Linked DNA regions of Cricetulus griseus: region 1 is linked to region 2. A link is a contact called in public Micro-C data. All regions are on one chromosome and are shown on one strand. The core of a region is the stretch at or near the end of the contact, and the rest is flanking DNA. Distances in the headings are between cores, read along the strand shown. Region 1 holds the start of Cd44 (CD44 antigen). Region 2 has its middle 49 kb from the start of Mir1343.

The links. A called contact is a pair of places that touch in the nucleus more often than the background predicts.
Region 1: a Micro-C map of the CHO-K1 cell line shows a contact between it and region 2, with 2.9 times the contacts expected there. The contact joins the promoter of Cd44 here to the enhancer-like site in region 2. A contact is called at or near these places in 2 of 8 Hi-C or Micro-C datasets (the CHO-K1 cell line and fibroblasts).

Annotation. Positions count from the first base shown.
Region 1 is chr6:74,760,842-74,765,518 of CriGri-PICRH-1.0, forward strand. Cd44 (CD44 antigen) reads left to right here and starts at 3,340. Exons shown (of 19, transcript XM_027422375.2): 1 at 3,340-3,647. The coding sequence starts at 3,575.
Region 2 is chr6:74,651,651-74,656,063 of CriGri-PICRH-1.0, forward strand. No RefSeq gene overlaps it. Among named protein-coding and RNA genes, the nearest start is that of Mir1343, 49 kb to the left of the region's middle. Within about 2 kb of position 2,956, at least 2 of the 6 cell types and tissues checked have open chromatin away from gene starts, as enhancers often do. A contact at or near this core is called in the CHO-K1 cell line and fibroblasts, where this site is marked.

The sequences.
Region 1 (4,677 bases), core at 2,090-4,589, 110 kb after region 2:
GAGACAGCAAGCCTTCCCCTCTGGGAAAAGAATCCTAATAATAATTTCTAGAGAATTTGCATGTCTTTCTATAGCTTGCAAAGCATTTTCAGTCGGCTCCCACCACACACCTTTGAGCAGTATTGTTTACTGAACTAATTCCAAGAGTCCAGCTAGGTGGAGTCTGAGGTTATCTAGTTTGGTGTCTCCCACCCCCTGGTTTTTTTAAGAGTAAAATTTTTGTCAAAATGAACTCTCTCATGGTATTCTAACTTATAAATATGACTGTGTGGAATTTTTATTGTAGAATGAGAACAAGGGAGGAACACAGCTGTGAATCCTCAGCTCTGGACTCTATGTCCTGTTCTGAGGGGCTCTCAAAGGATCCTCTGGATACCACAAAAACAAACATCATTCCTGGTGGCTACCAATTTCCCTCCCCCACCTCCAAAGAGAAACAGACAAAAATCATTCCCCATCCATAGTTCACCAAATCCACTAGGATATTTATCCCAAATGGTGGGGTCATTAGAATTTGAAGTAAATGGCCTCTGGGTCACAAACAGCAGGGTGTCCAGCTCTTTCCAGCTACTGGAAGATTCTAAAGTGTCTGGTATTCACATGAGGCCAAGAGGTACCTTCTTCATCTTGGAGAGGTAGATCCTTGAGTCACACCCTGCAGCCACAGACTGGCTAGGTAATGGGTTCAGTTTGCAGCCCCATCACTGTCTCTGAAAATGCTGGTGTAAGGCACTTTCTAACTGTAAAACCTACAAGGAAGTTGTGAAGGGGCCATAATACTGTGAATTAACTAAATGCCATCTAACTGAACTTGCATGTGGATAAAAAGTACATTTTATGTTATGTGTATTCTCATATAAGATCATTTTAAAAACTTACAATGGTTCTTGTTTTTCTACAGGATCAAGCTCAAAGTTCCTTGCCATCTGCACCAAGGCCCCCGAAGTCTTCTCTCTTGCTGTCTCCCTTTAAATCTTTTCATCTGCTCTAATATTCAAGCTGGTCCTCTCCGTGTGTGCTGTGTGTGTGTGTGTGTGTGTGTGTGTGTGTGTGTGTGTGTGTGTGTGTACAAATATACATGCATACACATATCCAGTGTTTAAGAGATGCAGGACTTTCAAAGCCATTCCCTTCTCATCAATTCTACAAAGTAGATGTTATTATTAAGCCCACTTTATACTTGGGGAAATGGAGGCACATAAAAGCTCATTGCCTATCTTGAGGCCCCAAAGTAGTATTAACCAAACAGTCTTGAATCCCAGCTACTCCTTGACAGAACTCCCTAGGTGTGACATGTCCATTCAGTTTCTCAAGAATTCCTTCTCTTTTACACCTGCCTCAAGTAACACCTCTCTTGGGGTTTCTTATTGGTGTTCCCAAGAAAATACTGTGAATTTTTTCTTCATATTGCTGGGCTGGTGGTGTTCTAAACACACACACAAACACACACACACACACACACACACACACACACACACACACACACGGGTACACGTCATTCCTTATCAGCCAGGATATCACACCCATCTTATTATTTAAAATGACTTAGTATTTGCATATAACCCACACATATTCTTCTAATCACTGCTAGATAATTTGTAATACTTAATACAACGGAATGATGTGTATTATGTATGTGATGCATAGATGTTAACCCATGTTGTTCACAAAATAATGAAAAGCAAAAAGCTTACAGATACTAAGAACAAAATGCATTTCTTATGAATATTTTGATCTATAGATGCAAAAGGCTGGCTGAATTATTTTCTAAGCATTTTAATAGTTATTAAGTGAGTGTGTATAGATTTATGCCATGGCATGCATGTAAAGGGTAGAGGACTATTTGCATGAGTCACCATGTGAGTTCCAAGGATTGAACTTGGGTCACATGCTTGGTGGTAAGCACTTTACCACTGAGCCATCTTTCCAGGCCTGCCTCTATTTTACAGTACATTTCATATTGTAAGCAGCAGCTGGCTTGTGACTGTAAACCAGTGCCTGGAGACAAACAAGGTTTGGCTTATCTTGATACCCTTGGGCACTCATTACATGTTTTATGAATAAATGGATGGACAGGTGGCTGGGTGCATTTCTCTCACCTTTTCAGTTTATTTCAATGAATCCCAAAATATTACTTTCCCTCAGAAATTCTGCTATGATTTTTTCAGGGTCCTGCCACAGGCATGTTTTCCATGCATCTCATTCAGCAAAGATGTTCACTTCAGATTCACTTTCAGTAGTTCACATTAAAAATAAACACTGCTTTTGATGTCCTAATTGTGACTCACAGGGTATTAGAGAAGATAGGGAATTGTGATTTAAAATACGATTTCCCCCTGCTTTCGAAAAGCCCTGAAATATTTCCCTTGAAGGATATGGCAATGCGCACCCCTCTTTGAGATTTCTCAGGGAAGAAATAAATGGCAGTGTATTAAAGTTTGCAGCAAAGAGGGCATAAATGCAAACAAGAAAGAAGTGACAAATGTGTAAGTGGATATGAAGCTGGACAAAATGATGGAACGGGACCGTGTACAAGCATCAGCATGTTGGGGGATGGGTGGGGAAGACGGCGGAGGGAGGTGAGCTTGGGATTTATGGGATGCTGGATGAAAAGTTGTGCTATAGATAAATGGAAGGCTTGGTGATGGATGGGGTATGACTAGGTTAGTGCATATGAAGGAAGACAGGGGAATGGGGGAATCCCAGAAGGATTTAAGGAACTGGTAGGTTAATTAGTTAATTTGAGATCATGAATGAAGTGTGTTTGTGGGTGGGTGGAAGGACAGACAGCCTCCTGGCATGGGAGGTTGTCAGCATGGACTTGTAGAGTCCAATATGACCCCCAAGGGGTCAGATATGATCCCCATAACTGGTCATCGCTAGGTTTCCCTGAGCAAAGAGCCACTGAGAATTTTGAACTTCTCTCAGAGGGAAAGACGAGTGGGCACTCCCACAAATTCCCCACTTTTCAAATCCACCCTGGCTTGGAAGGCACTGTCCTCTCTCCCAGCAGGGTCTCCCTCTTGTCTCAGCTCCTCCCTAGGAGACATCCAGCTTCCTGGGAAACCTAGACAGTCATTCTCCAGCCAGGTTCCCAGAAGTTTAGCGGCAAAGGAGAGACCTGAGGCTGAACTCAGAGGGGTGAGGTCACAGGACTCAGTCATTCTCCTTGCCCCAGGCAATGATCCCCAAAGGCAGGAGGGCTGGCCAGAGAAGGAAACCTGTGGAGTGGCCTGGGGGTGGGAGGTGGGCAGACAGGGGCGGCAGCAATTCTCAGCTGCCCGGGAGAGTAGGGCAGGGTCTCCGAGTCAGCAGCGAAAGCAGACTGGTGTATCTTTAAACCTCCGTTGGCTGCCTAGTCACAGCCCCCTCGCTTTGGGTGTGTCCTTCGCGCGCTCCCTCCCTCTTAGGTCACTCTTTCAAAGCCTGGAATAAAAACGGCAGCCAACTTCCGAGGCGGCCTCATTGCCTAGCGGCCCCCAGCCTGTGACAGGTTCCATCCATCCTCCTTGCCCCAGCTCCCTGCGACCCTCTTTAAGAGGCGACTAGATTCCTGGGTTCTATCCCGCACACCATGGACAAGTTTTGGTGGCACGCAGCTTGGGGACTCTGCCTCTTGCCGCTGAGCCTGGCGCAACAGCAGATCGGTGAGTGGCCCTAGCCTGGGCAGCGGGGATGTGAACGCAGAGTGCTCACTCCAGCAGAACGGCCCCTGGGCTGACCCCCGGGGAGGAAATAAAGTGAAGTGGGCTCAGCAAAGCAAAGCTGGGTTTTGAGGCTACACAGTTTTTGAGGGTTGCTTCTTGGGATGCGCCGCTTTGGTGAAAGGAAAAGAGAAAGGGAGAAGAAAGTTGGCTGGGCAGGTTGCCCGCCGCAGATTTTGGGCGAGGTCGCTGGCGCTTGCCGGAGCACATGGCGCAAAAGTAACTGTACTCTTGGACACGCAGCCGGTGTCCGGACTAACAGGCTCGGGTGCCCAAGGGCTCCGCAAGCAGGGCCAGGCTTGTCGTGGGTGACAGGGCAGAGCCAGGGACTGGGGCAGAGCAGTAGCGGAGATCTCTAGAGTAGTCCTTAAGGTGGCCACAGAGTTGTAAGTCAGAGAGCCTGCAATGAGCTTTTCAGAAAGGAGCCCCAGAAAACTAAAGACAGAGAACCTCGGCTTAGATTGATTTTGAGGGCTTTTACAGTCTGCTTTGGTCACCAACTGCTTTAGTTTGTGGGAACTTGAACCGGCGCTGTGTTCAGGCTCTGAGAGCCCAAGAGGTTCCAGCCTGGGCCAAGGAGGGCACATAACAGAAGCAATGATTTGACCAGCTGTCTAACGCTATGGTCCCCTGGTTCTGCCAGTCTTGGCAAAATCAAAAAGCAACACGGCTCATATTCGATGCCTGGCAGCTTCAGAGTAAGAGGGGACCTGTATCAGGGTAACACACGAACTTTAGTGCAGAGACCTTAACATCCCATCTAAATGAAGTTGGTGACTTTGGTGGCTGTGGAGGGGAGGAGCTGGGGTCAGGTGTTCAGTATGGCTCAATTCCAAGCATTCCCTTCCTTTGTCTATATATGAACAGATAATTCCATGAACCCTTTGTTTAGCACCAGCACAGTTAATTTTTTTTTAAAGAAGTGTCAGCTAGGTTAAGTCAGCTCAGCCTACAGTGAGTTCCTCTCAGCAAG
Region 2 (4,413 bases), core at 1,706-4,205:
ACACACACACACACACACACACACACACACACACACACACACACACACACACACACACGCCACACTTTATTTGAGTGCTGTGATCTGAAAGCAGGTCCTCATTCTTACACAGTAAGCAGTTTACCCACTGAGTCATCTCCTCAGCTCCTACCTTTAAAGAAAGAGGAGGGCGAAGATTACAAAGGAGAAAGTAAGAAGAAAAATGAGATGCACAAAATGGATAAATGCTCATGAAAAATACTGGACATGCATTTTTTTTCTGATACTGTGAACATATAAACAATTGAGCAGGCACATGGAGAAGGACTAAGAGCAATGGAGTCAGTCAGCAATGGATTAGAGGCAGCACTAGCTATCTAAAAGCGAAAGTTCACACCCATTCTATTTCCTATGCTGCAGGAAACTCTTCTATAGTTAGGATTGGTCATTGGCATTTGCCTGAAGTTAGCAAACAGGTAACAGGATTTTTTTTTAAAGTTTCTAAACTTCTTTGCTGGTTGCCTTTTATTTTACCTTTGTAAAAATATCTTCAAATCACAAGTAATGAAGATTTTAAAATCGATGTGGGGGCTGGAGAGATGCTCAGTAGTGGAGAATGCATTCTACTCTTTCAGAAGACCTGAGTTCAGTTCCTATCACCCACATTGGGCATCTTGCAACAACTCCAGCTCCAGGGGATCGGATGCTCTGTTCTGGTCCCAAAGGTTACCTGCACTCAGAGATACAAACTTATACACAGAGATACAAACATATACACATAAATTAAAATATTTTAAAATAAAAACATAATGTGCTAGAAACTGTGTTACTCACCTGCACTTCATCCATTGGAAGATGAAGAGCTCACTTTTCTGAATCAGAAATAAGTTGAAAATTTGACAGGGATATTCCAATTCCTTTGTTCTCTTTGTTACTCCACAGTCCTCTGAGCAGCCAGAATCAGTTTTCTGTAGTAGTTCCTCTTCTCATTGCTGCAACAAAACACCTGACAAAGCCCCCTAGGACTGGAAGACTTTGTTTTGGCTCATGCTTTTAAGGCTATGGTTGGAAGGCACAGCCACAGAAGCAGGAAGCAGTTGCTCACCTCGCATTTGTAGTCAGGAAGCAGAATGCTGGATGCTCAGCTTCCTTCTCTGTGTTCAGCCCAGGACACCAGCCTGTGGAATGGTTCTACCCACAAATAGGGCCACATTCAGGCGAGGGTATTCATTAGACTATGGCACCTAGGCTGCCATCTCTTAGGATTAACTACCCATTTTTTTCTGCGTGGTGGGTGTGGTCAGATCAACCCAAAGCCATCCTTGCTTGACAGGCTCAGTAAAGAGGACTGAATTAGCAGATTAAGTTGTCTACTTTGAGTGTTAAGGAAAACTTAGCCTTTTGATGTAATGTTTTGTGTTTTTCTTGGTGGAGAGTTGAGGTGAGGGTGTAGATCTAGATAGAGGCAGCTAGAGACTTGTTCACTTCTTGGCTTAGTAGTCTGGTGCCAAGTGTGTAGCAAGCAGCTTTCTAGGGAAGAAAAATGCTGACAATAGAATTTACAAATAGCAAAGTGAGCAATTCTCTTTATTGGGCATTTTACACTGGTCACCCTCATAGGCTGCATCCCTGGTTTTATAGAACTCATGTTCAGAACTCAGCCCAGGGTTCTATCTGCTGAGTAACTGTGGCTCCTGGTAGGAATATCTGCTGGTGTTTGCCACTGTGGCAAGAATGTCAGCTGGCCAGTGCCTTTATATGAAGCAGGAAAGATTGATAGACTTCTCCTCATCAATGAAGAAAGTAATCTTCCAAAGTAGACAATGAAGAAAATTTCCTCAAGTTTAAGCTGCAGCCACACTAAGTTCAGGCAGGACTAAGCCCCCACCTCCATATGGAATGGGCTTCAAAACGCCAGCTCATGCACTAGGATTAGATTCTGGTCCCACTGCCATGGGTCTCACAAGCAGACCAGGCTCCCCAGCTGTCGGTCTAGAGTCCGTGAGCTCTCACAAGTTCAGGTCAACTGTCTCAGTGGGTTTCCCCATCATGATCTAGCTCATATAACCCCTCCTCCTTCTTCAACTGGACTCCAGGAACTTGGCCTGGTGTTCGAATGGCCTCACCATTTTCTTAAGTCCAGAGGCCATCAACTTTTCAAGCCCTGATATACTCCCTCCATTGGCTCATCCCCATAGTGTAAATCATGGCATTATTGAATGTGTAACTGGACAAATAAAATAAGAATTAGCACACAAGCAAAGATCCAATAGATGTAAAACTGCTCAAGAACACAGGTAAATGATTAAAGTGTGAACTTTGAGTATTTATTTCTGTGTGATTTGCTTAATCCTGAATTCATATCATTTAACTTTTAGTAATAACTTTGTTTAACCACCAGCTTCCCCATGATGCTAGGGAAACGAGAACACAGAATTTGCTTCTGTGTTGTTCTCTTTAACAAAGAGCTCCAGAGCCTCACCTCTGGAGGTAAGTAAGTCTGAGGTGAGACATGGCTACCTTTCAAAACAAAAACCAAACTCTTTAGGGAGTCATGTTGGGCAACCACATTTAAGAACAGAGTCCTTCTAGCCACATCAGATCACCATGGTGCACTGAGAGGATGTGAGGGAGGAGCCCTAATCATGATAGGCTCTTTCTTCTTCTGGTCTTGTTTGCATATATTGGCTCCTTTGGGAATCGTGGGATAGAGAATGGAAAGGGGCTGACATTGAAAAGGGTTCTTTGTAGCACACCCGGGGACTCAGCTGCCTATTTCTATTATGGTTGGCATAGAGCATGTTTGTTAATACCACTATTATCCTACAGAAGTTTTAAAACAAAAAAATCAACCCAATTTCAGTTCCTAACCAGAAGTTAGGGTCAGGGGCCACCAAGGAAGCAGTACCGAATGTGAAGGGCTTCGGGCTACTTAGCTGGAACTGTGAGCTTGTTGGCTGAAGCTGGTTAATGACTCATGGGGAAAGTTTTCTCTATCAGAGGCCCACATTTTTATGTCATTGTTTAATAATGCTCAAGGGCAAAGCATGATTGGCTTTTGTGTTGGTGTGGTGTTTGTACAATGAATGAAAAAGAATGGTGGCTTCATTAATTGTTTAAAATTAATACATGGCCACCTAAAGTTAGAAGATATGAATTAAGAACAATGATTGCTTTTGCTTTTTTTTTTTTCAAGAGAGTATTTTCATTATGAAAATATTCAGAGAAAGTTACTTAGAGACTACCCTTTAGATATTTTCAATGTTGCTTTTTAAAAAATCCTCTTGTATAGGGTTGGGCTTGATGGCACATGCCTTTGATCCCAGCATTTGAGACGGAGGCAGGTAGATCTCTATTAATTTGAGACAACTGTTCTCCATAGAGAGTTCTAGGACAGTCAGATCTACATGGACCCTGTCTCAAAAAAGAAATATTCTTGGATGTTTTCAGAAATTTACCTGCTACACTAGACCTATATTCAACACATAGCATCCAAGTCTGTCTCCTAACCATAATATAGAAACTGTGGCTCCAAGAGAATATTAGGGCTAAGTGATAGCCTGAGCATGTATTCATGGTCTGGGGAAATGATTCACTTAGAATGGGAGGGCTTGACTTCAGTCTTCTAGCACTTGTGTAAAAAAGCTGGGCATAACTGTACACACACACCTGTGATTCAAGAGCTGAGAAGTGGAGACCAGAGGGTTCTGAGGGCTCACTGGAATCATTGTTGCCAAACTGAGCTCCAAGTTCAATAATAGACTATCTCAAAAAGTATGGTGAAGAATGAAAAGTTTCTACACCCCATAAGCCTCTCCACCAACACAGCAATCCAAATCAGACCAAATCAAACCGAATTAGAAAAGGCCCATGTTTAATGGATACAACGCTCCTGGATGGCCTTCCAGACCCCCCAGAGAGGAGACAGGAAAGGGAGACCGGAAAAACCACCAGTCTGTTTTCTGGGGGACAGTTTAAATACCCTGTGAGAGTGGTCTTGAGTATCTCTGGGGGAGTGCCATCCATCATTTGGCAGGGTTTCTGAGATGCAGCAGGGTTTGGAGAGAGAGGGGGGAGAGGGGCTTGGGTGGAACCTCCACCATAACATTCCAGACTCTTTGGGTATATGGATGCCAGGGGCTGGGTGGAAGCTTCCACCATAACAAAGAGCAATACAGGACAGCCAATGTTGACCTCTGGCCACAAGTGCATACCCACCCATTCTACACACATGCCAAGAAAATGGGGGCGGGGAGTATATGTTAAGTAGTAACAAAGCAAACAACTTCTTAGGCTCAGAGGTGCCTGGACAGTGTGACTGAGCTGGTAATTTTAAAATTGCATTTGTGGTTCCTTCACTACTAATGAAAGTCACTAATGAAACTTAAGTATCTTAACTTGCGTGAAAGTTTTAAATTCCTTTTAAATCCCTAA